2 separate regions of the Zea mays genome follow, and region 2 is linked to region 1. Evidence: chromatin contacts called from public Hi-C data. All regions are on one chromosome and are shown on one strand. Each heading gives the region's core, a stretch centred on a gene start, on an enhancer-like site or on the middle of the called end of the contact. The rest is flanking DNA. Distances are from core to core; before and after follow the strand shown.

What was found. A called contact is a pair of places that touch in the nucleus more often than the background predicts.
Region 2: a Hi-C map of ear shows a contact between it and region 1, with 1.7 times the contacts expected there. The contact joins the promoter of LOC100194372 here to the promoter of LOC100502389 in region 1. A contact is called at or near these places in 2 of 25 Hi-C or Micro-C datasets (ear and tassel).

The regions. Positions count from the first base shown.
Region 1 is chr4:231,460,748-231,465,386 of Zm-B73-REFERENCE-NAM-5.0, forward strand. LOC100502389 reads right to left here and starts at 2,802. Exons shown (of 5, transcript NM_001323927.1): 1 at 2,127-2,802; 2 at 1-713. The coding sequence starts at 2,286.
Region 2 is chr4:231,844,970-231,849,338 of Zm-B73-REFERENCE-NAM-5.0, forward strand. It overlaps LOC100194372, which reads left to right and starts at 2,536. Exons shown (of 3, transcript NM_001139407.1): 1 at 2,536-3,252. The coding sequence starts at 2,821.

The sequences.
Region 1 (4,639 bases), core at 1,552-4,051:
AGCAGGAGGAACACCAGGTGTCTGCCCATTCAAAGAAGGTGAGTGCTGAGACCCATTCCGTTGCAGCTGAGGTGAACCATACCGCAATCGACTCAGACGCTCATGAGGAATGCAGGAGCTTGTAGGATTAACCATTCTATTTGTCGAAGCATTCACACTTGACTTGTCAGCAATCTCGCAGGATCTCTGTACCTTGTCCCGCAACTCATCAAGCATCCGCAGAAGCTCAGTACGATCTTTCTCCAGGCCACTGACTCTGGTGCTAGGATCATCAAAATTCCTGTCACTCAGATGGCCCTTCTCGCCGTTAGCGTATATGAATCCCGGTCTCATATGGCACTCAAATGGCCCTTCTACAGGGTCAGCATTAGAAGGGATGCTGTTAACCACAGGCCTTGGTGATCTGTCTCTTGCTGTCGCTGGCTGCTTTGCTTCTCCTTTCCCTTCATGACGAATGCGCCGGTATTTTGCCTCCCGGACTTCCCTGCTGTCATCTCCGAGTGCAGGTTCAAGCTTCATGGTGCAGCAGCTGGGTACAAACCTCTCTTCTGACCCAGCTTCGATTTTATTGGTCTCTGCTTCTCGAACAGCACAGCTAGCTTCAGACGCTACTCCTTTCTTATCTGGTAAACTCTCGAGCACTTCAAGGTACTTCACATGCTCAGCAGTATCAGATTTATCTGAAGAAGTATCTGATCCTGAGTTCTTCTTTGCTGCGAATGGTTAACGGGAAAAAATGTGAACATGAGAATAGACAGAACATAAACATTCAGCTAATCACTGGAAATGACGGCACGTTTACAAGGAACAAGTATTCAAAACAAAGAATGAGTAATCGAGGATCCAAGAATTTGCACAAAATTACAACCACCTCCCTAACAAATTCTGCCAGTCATCAGTCAACACTGAACATCCTAAGATCATATTAGTGCAACAGCAAACACAGGACCAGACAGTGGCGAATGTTAACAGGAAACTAAAGAGAGAATACAGAATTGCAAGTGGACCAGTTTAAATAGTTGGTTCCAATTATTTTCAGATTTTTAAATGAATGGAGACTCGTTCAAACAAGAAAGACCTTCCCTGTTGCCAGCCACAGGCCATTTTTTGTATCCAAAGAAATGCGTAGAAGTGACCATCACAGTGAAGGTCTAGAAAATTCAATGGGTTCAAGCTTTTTCGGTTTGGGAACCACAAAAACCGAGATACTGCCTAGCAATGATCCATGCTCTGAGTCATAAAAGTGATAAGATCAAAATATTCAAGCAATGTAAGGAAAGATTCATTCCATTTACAACCCACCGCATTCTAAAACAAGGTACCCTTCCTGTTCAAGACGTTACAAAATAACCAACAGAAACCTACACCAAGTGGAATGTCCCAAAATATAATCTTTGTAATTTTGATAAAAAGGGAGGCCGGCAGTGGGGATGGATAGAGGAAAAATTGCCTATGAACTCCAGGCATTTGGGGTACGGAAACTAACTTTGGCGGCAGGCTGTGAAGAAACAAGATTTGGCGCGAAATTACTGCCAAAAAGAGTTGGGTTCACCAAAGACAGCAGTTTTATTTACTGTGCCATCGTACCAAGTGTGGCAGGATGGAGGCCAAATCGGGAAGAAGTTGCGAATAGCCGAATACAACAAATGAGGCCTAAAAGAAGGAAACGAGCATTTGACAACAATGGGGAGCAAAAGAAAAGAAATAACAATACTAAACAAAATTGCTTACTTCCGTCATTTTATTTTAGTTGTCGCCGGATAGTGCAAAATTGAAATGGAGAGTAGAAGTTAAAGGAAATAAGCCGTAAAAATGGAATCTTTGGGAAGAAGAGGACGAAACGAGCTGGTCATATCGGCATCCCAGGAAACCGCCCAAGCAGCAACCAACCCAGCAGCAGCAATCCCCACGGGCTCATTTCAAAAATTAACCATGTGTTTTGACGAGAACAATGCCACATTGGGGCAGATGAACTGATGATTAGCGTGAAATTAACTTGCTGATCTAATTCAACAAAAATGCAAGTGGAATGGGTACAGCTAGAAGAAAAATGATGCCCGATAAGAACAGAAGAGAAGTAGGGGAGGTAGTGATTGCAGATGAAAAAAGATGGGAGATGCACCAACCCTGGAGCGTGGCGCCGCAACCGCCGCAGACGTAGACGGAGTAATTGGGCAGCTCAGGCAGGAGCTTGTCGCACTTGGGGCAGCGCACCACCCGTATCTGCTGCTGCTGCGGAGGCGGGCGCTGCACCGCGGAGCCGGAACCGTCCTCCTCACCCTCCATGCACAATGCCGGCGGCTCCTGAGGCCTTCGCACAGCACGACGGAATCCCTTCCCCTTGTCCCGCCGCTAGTCGCTCACAGCACCAACCGCCGCCGCCGCGACGGACGCATATTAGGCAGTGGGTGGAATCAAGGGGACGCGAAGCGGCTGCGCTCAGGAACGGACCGACGGGGGGAACAGAGGAGCAATGCGCAGGAAGGGCGAGCGCAGCAAGGAAGAGGGCGGAGAGTGGCCCGGAAGAAAAAGGAAGCCGTGAGGACTGGGCAGAACCGCAGGAGAGGAAACCGAGAACGACCAGGTGTGCGCACAACCGCAACGCGACGCAGAGACAGGAAGGGGAGGGGGGAGAAGAGGCCGAGCAGGCGGGCGACCGTGATGAGGCGCCGCCTTTTCTTCTCTCGCTTTCTCTTTCTCTTCTCTTTTACTCCCGCGCGGGGTGGGTCTCCCAAATGCCCGGGCCAGCAAAGCTCCCTCCCTTCCTTTGCGACTGCCTTGGGGTCTCCTCCAACTTCGGCTGCTGTCTTTCCTCTCGCTCTCTGTCTCTCGAGCTGGTTTTTTGTTGAGCGCCGAGGTGGTCAGGTGAGGGTCGTGACCGTGTGGGACGAAGGCGGTAGCCGATGGAGTCATGGAGGTCAGGACTTAGGAGGGCAGAGTAAAGAGCAGGGCACGGTAAAAAGTGTTTGTTTATGGAAAGCTGCAGTGCTCTGCCCACGCGGTACAGTACATCAGATTCGGGCGTTCAGCAGGCCCCACTTGGGTAGGGATGGATTCAGATCCATGCATATGAAAACTAAAACGAATTTAGGCGTAACTATTTACCGTATTTTAATTTAAATATAAATATTATTGAATATGAATAATAAATAAATAATTGAATTCGGATCGGCATTCGAATACGGAATACTTATTTGACTTGGAATATAATATTATAAAGAGATTCAGGTTGTTTTTATCGATGACTTTATCATCGGTAAAAAATCATGTTACGAGTAAATTATGAACGTAGTATGTAGATACCTTATGAGCATATTCATTAATAAATACATATATATTCTTTAACAATAAAAATATATGGCACACATAAATATATATTATACTTTGACATAAGGCTGCAAAATCTTCTAAAACTTTTGTGTCATGTTTTTATCATCAAAATACGTGTCATGTCAAATTTCGGAATTTTTTACTACATTTACATATTCTTTTATAATTTCTATAAACAGATATCCAGTAGTTCGTTTAATTCATAGAAAATAGTAAATATGCCAAGAAAATTAAATTTATAATTTCAAAAATTAATGAATACTCTATATGAATGTGTACTAGAGTTTAAACGAAAATAATGAAGAGATTGATCCATATAGTGTTCTCTTTGCCTCCTGTTTAGGAGCCAACACTATCCTTAATCCCAAGGCGTCCCCACTAAAAAGAATACTTCGAGCAAATTTATATTTCCCGTTCTCAAGTTCATACTCGCTAATTTTAGCTTTTAGTTTAGCAATGTGTTCATTCAATTTCTTAATCAAGGCAATATTTGCAACAAAAGCATCAACATCTATATCTTTGCATCTAGACCAAATGGAAATATGCTCAACAGAAGATGTAGAAGCATGGCAAACATTCGATTTCTCAATCTTGACTTTAAGATCTATTTTTCACCATTAAGATAAGAATTTGAATCATTCCAAACATTTAGGTCATGGGTTGAAGTTTTATTCATTTCCTTTTCATGGGCTATGGTTTTCTCAAGTTTTCATTCTTTCTAGTTTCATCAACGAGTAGATCCTCCTGCTTCTCTAGGAGTTCATCATTCTCGTTGATGGTCTTAATTAATTCAATAAGAGGATCTGGAGTATATCTTTTTCTTACTCTCCTTAGCCATTAGTCACGTGTGGTTGGCCTTGGGGAAGATAGCACTTTTGTTGAATTGAAGGCGGGTGGCGATGCCTTCGTCGTCGTCGGAGTCCTCATCTGAGTCCCACTCCTTGCCAATATGGGCTTCACATCCCTTCTTCTTAATGAATAATTTCTTCTTCTCAACCATCTTCTTTTCCTTATTCTTCTCCTCTTCTCTATCATCATCCTTAGCATATGGATAGTTATCTATGAAATGATCGGTCTTACCACATTTGTAGCAAGCCCTCTTGCCATGGGACTTATAATCCTTGTCCTTCTAGTTCCTTAGGATTTGTCGGAAGCTTTTAATGTTGAGGGTCATCTCCTCATCATTGAGCCCATAAATGTCTATGGTTTCCTCCTTGCTTGGGGGCTCCTCCTTCTCGGTTGCGGCCTCAAGGCGATGGGTTGTGGCTCGGTGGTGGTGACATTGCCTTGTGCCAAATTCTCAACGTGC
Region 2 (4,369 bases), core at 1,286-3,785, 380 kb after region 1:
AGACTCACGCGGGGTGGGGGAGGGGGGACGAACGTGGGCGTGGGTAGGCGGACGGTGTAGATTTACGGAAGCGAGCGGACGGTGCAGATTGGCTGAAGGCAGAACCAGGGGAGGCAGCCTACCCCTTAGAGCCTTAATAGGTAGTATAGATATATTTTCCTTATTATTTATTTATGGGAGGAATAAATAGTTCCATTAAATCCCTTTTCCTATTTTCTATTTAATTTTTATTTATACTTTGAGCCCCCAAGTTTGATTTATGACTCTTTATTAAAATGTTTCACCACATTTTCATAAGTACAAAATGCCTATAGTGCATCATTTAATGAAATGAATAGTCATTTAGTTGAATCGAAAACCTTTCTATTACTTATTTTCTAAAATAATTCTTGGTTTTCAAAATTCAGTCCTCAATTTTCAACTCTCAAGTATAATTTGAGATATCTGAATTTATTATTTCATTTCTTCATATATTTATTTTGTTATTATTATTATATTTTTTGTATACATTTTGAGCCTTACACCTATGCCCTAATAATGGAAGAAGGGCGGGAGACACTGGGTGAAGCTGTCTAACCCATAGAACATCATGCTCAGGTGTTTTAATATTGAATATAAATTGTATATGGATACACATTTTTTTTGTAAAATAAAAAAATATAATCATGTCGGGCCAGCACTACGGGCCGAGGCTACAGCCCAAGCATGGCACAACGTTCTTGGCTCTTGCAAGCATTAGGTCGTTTCTGACACCACATTGACGCAATGGATTCCATGGTGTTTGAGGTTGCTGAATTGGATGGAACAACAATGATTTGTCACACTAACAGTAAAATGAAAGTTTATTTGTTGGTTTTAAACGTTAGTAATTGCTACGAAGTAGCATATTTATATGGAGCGCATCCAGTTTTTATTGATGTCTGACTTTAGCAACCACTCCATATTTTGTTCTATCTTTTTTATAAGTTTGAGTTCATGTGACTTATTTTAGAAACTTGGGATCACAAACTTTTTCTTATTTGGTCTCTGTATGGTGGAATTATGTCATTCTATAATCTCTTTTCATTCAGTCAGTCGTTGTGAACTGTCTTCTAATCGCTCACTTCATTGACCGTGTTGTACTAAGACATATTGGATAGAGTAAACAATAACATCAGTTAGCCAAATCAAAAAATATTATACGGAGAGCGGAGACAATTAATAAATAATATTGAGATTTTTTTGTGGATAGTTTACGTGAGTATTGTTATAAGTCGTCGCAACGCACGGGCAACCGACTAGTGCTTATTAAGTGTTGTGTTGTGTTTGAGTTTTTATTTGTTTGGGGCAGAAGCTAACGTTAAAAACTAATTGAAGACTTTGTTGTTGTGCCTTGAGATATGGTGCTTTTATCTAAAGCAATGTATCCTGTGCAACCGGCCATGCCGGTGGAACTATGCAAACGGCTCACGGCTCACGGAGGGCTATCCAATGCAAGGGCTACAGCGTGATGTGCAGCTGATTTGCATTTAGACGCCCGCCAGGCCGCCCGCGTCGGCACTTCTACTGTTAACCCCCGCGCACAAGTTGGACGATTCAGGACATATTTGGTTACCTAACTTTTCTGTCGTCTAAAATTAGTTCTTCAATTAAAACGAAAATATAATGCAGTTAGACACGAACTAAACCCCTCTTTATCCTGCTGCGCTGGTGAGGGTATCGTCTGGTTCCTGCTCCGGCCACATGCCTCGGTGAGGGCGCCGCTCAACTGCTCCTCCGTCCCGTAGTGCTTCAGGCAAGCGTCATAGTAACCGCATGTGTGGAAAACATGATGCAGGTAATTGCCCAAACAATGTGACAAGCAACGCTTGATTAATTATACAAGTAGATTGTTCCCTGTATTTTCAGAGACAACATTATTTGCAAAGAAAGATAGTGTGGTTCATTGTCCACCATTTTATTTGACCAATCCAAACATATTCAGCATTATTGTCACCACAAGACATTCATTAAGTCTAGAACTGCAAATTGATAGGCGTGGACAGTACCAGGGCGATATATGAGCAGGCACCGGCCAATGCTCTCACCCAATGCAAGCAGAAGGGTCATGGGAAAAACAATGCACCGGCATGGCCAGTTGCACAGGATATACGTTGCACTTTAAGGACTAGTTTGGGAACACTATTTTTCCAAGAGATTTTAATTTTACCAAGAGAAAATGAAGGTTTCCAAACTAGCCCTAAAAAATAGAAACCGCGTCCAAAAATGAGCGGTCAGTTTAAGATGCATGGATTATTTACCCCAGCTAAAAGGCCACAGATCTAACCAAGGTGGTTCTATAGATTGCAGGTTAAATTTTCACACAATGATCCCACATCCAGCACCACATTAAACCCTTCAGACATCTGTAGGGCCCATGAGATGTGCCAAGGTCGCAGTTAGGGTTGTGGCCTGGCCGCCGTATCAGTGCCAGTGGAACAGGCTCCCCCATCTAGAGCCGTCTCTTCCCCTGTATTTATGACTCTTGGTCCTCTCACATGACACTAACAAGATCAGCAGCAAACGGTCTACTCTTGCCTCTCCTTCTCTCTCTCCTCCGATCCTCTCACTTTTTCGAGCTTGTGCATAAAAGGAGATCGAGCAAGCAAAATTTTCCTCACTTTTCGCATACTTCCTCAGCTCCCACCCCTTCTTCTATGATCAGATTCATCAGAGGCTATATTTAGCACACGATTGAGACAGCAAGTACGTGCATAGGCCGCAGCTACAGCCTGCGTATATTCCTGTGCCAGCCGTGCACTACGGCACTTTCTTCCCTGCGCGCGGCGGCGGCGGCCACCAATGGAAGACGGCGGCATGTGCGAGCTCGTGATCGGCGACCACCGCAACCTCCGGCACCGCCTGTCGGGAGCCGAGGACCTCTTCAGCATCGTCGGGACGTGGGAGGAGCGCACGAACGGCGCCAGTGGTGGTGGTGGTGGTGGAGGTGGTTCTTCTGCGGCTGCTGTCCGAGCATATAGCCAGGGCTGCACTGCTGGCACCGCGGGAGCTAAAACGGCGGCTGGGACCAACAACAGCCGGCGGCGCACGGGCGACGAGGAGAAAGGCGGCAGCGCTCCCGCGCAGAAGAAGCACAAGGGTTCGTCAGCGGTGTCCGATGACGAGGGAGCGGCGAAGATGTCACACATCACGGTGGAGCGCAACCGGAGGAAGCAGATGAACGAGCACCTCGCCGTGCTGCGCTCGCTCATGCCCTGCTTCTACGTCAAAAGGGTAAGACTAGTACTTATAGCTAATAAGCTATAAAAAATCTAGTAATCTACTACTAAATTGTCTTAAAATATAGCAGTATATATATGCATTCGTTGCTCTTTTGTTCTACGTTTGACTTGCTAGTTAAGTACTTCCTACGTTTTAATTTACAAATTATTTGAGCCTTTTCTAGATACATATATATATTTTATATATATCGATCTAGATATATTGTATATATATATAGGTACAAAATAAAAGTTATATATAATCTAAGATAGAGCGTGTAGTATTCAGCAAATCTCTAGGTACGCATGCGTAATGTTCCATCGCATGATTTTTAATCTAATATAAGCCAGTTTCGCCCTTGCTTGATTTGAACAAAACAGGAGTAGTAATCCAAACTGAAAAATACCGCAGCGTCTTTGATTTTTAATCGAATAAGCTTTCCTTGCATGAATTGATCACAGATTCACAGCAGCATATGTATCCAACTGAAAAACGCCGCATCATATATTCGATTTTTAATCCATTAAGGCATTCCTGCATGTTTGTATAAAACAGCAGTAATCCAGCTGAAAACACACCGCGCCAAGACCGAGAAAAAAACACGACTAGCAAAACTAAGGGCAAGACCTTAAAAAACCGAATATAATACTCCTATATGCTGATATATGCATGTAGCTTGTTAATAACCTAGATTTTAGTTTTTTACTGACGACTGCAGGATCATGCATCAAATAAAACAACAACCATCCTCGTTTTACAAGGTGCAATAATCGGTGGAACTATACATACCTATTACACGCACCAGACTTGCATCCTATTGCACTTGGCAATAAAACAACAAAAAGACAGATCGAGATGCATACATGCTACAGAAGAGGAGGCAGGTACGGTCATCAAGTGCAGCTATAGACAGTATATGGACGATCGTACACCGTCCTTTTGCATGGATACATATCACATACAAGCATGTTTCGTTCAGCCTGCAGCATACTACTGATGTTTTGTACAACCATGCAACCAAATACAGCGCCACACGCTCGCTTCTCATAAAAAAACGGTTTTTTAAGATCCTCGTGCTCTTAGTTTTGCTGTTGTTTACAATCTTGAAGGAGGTTGCATGGAAAGAAAA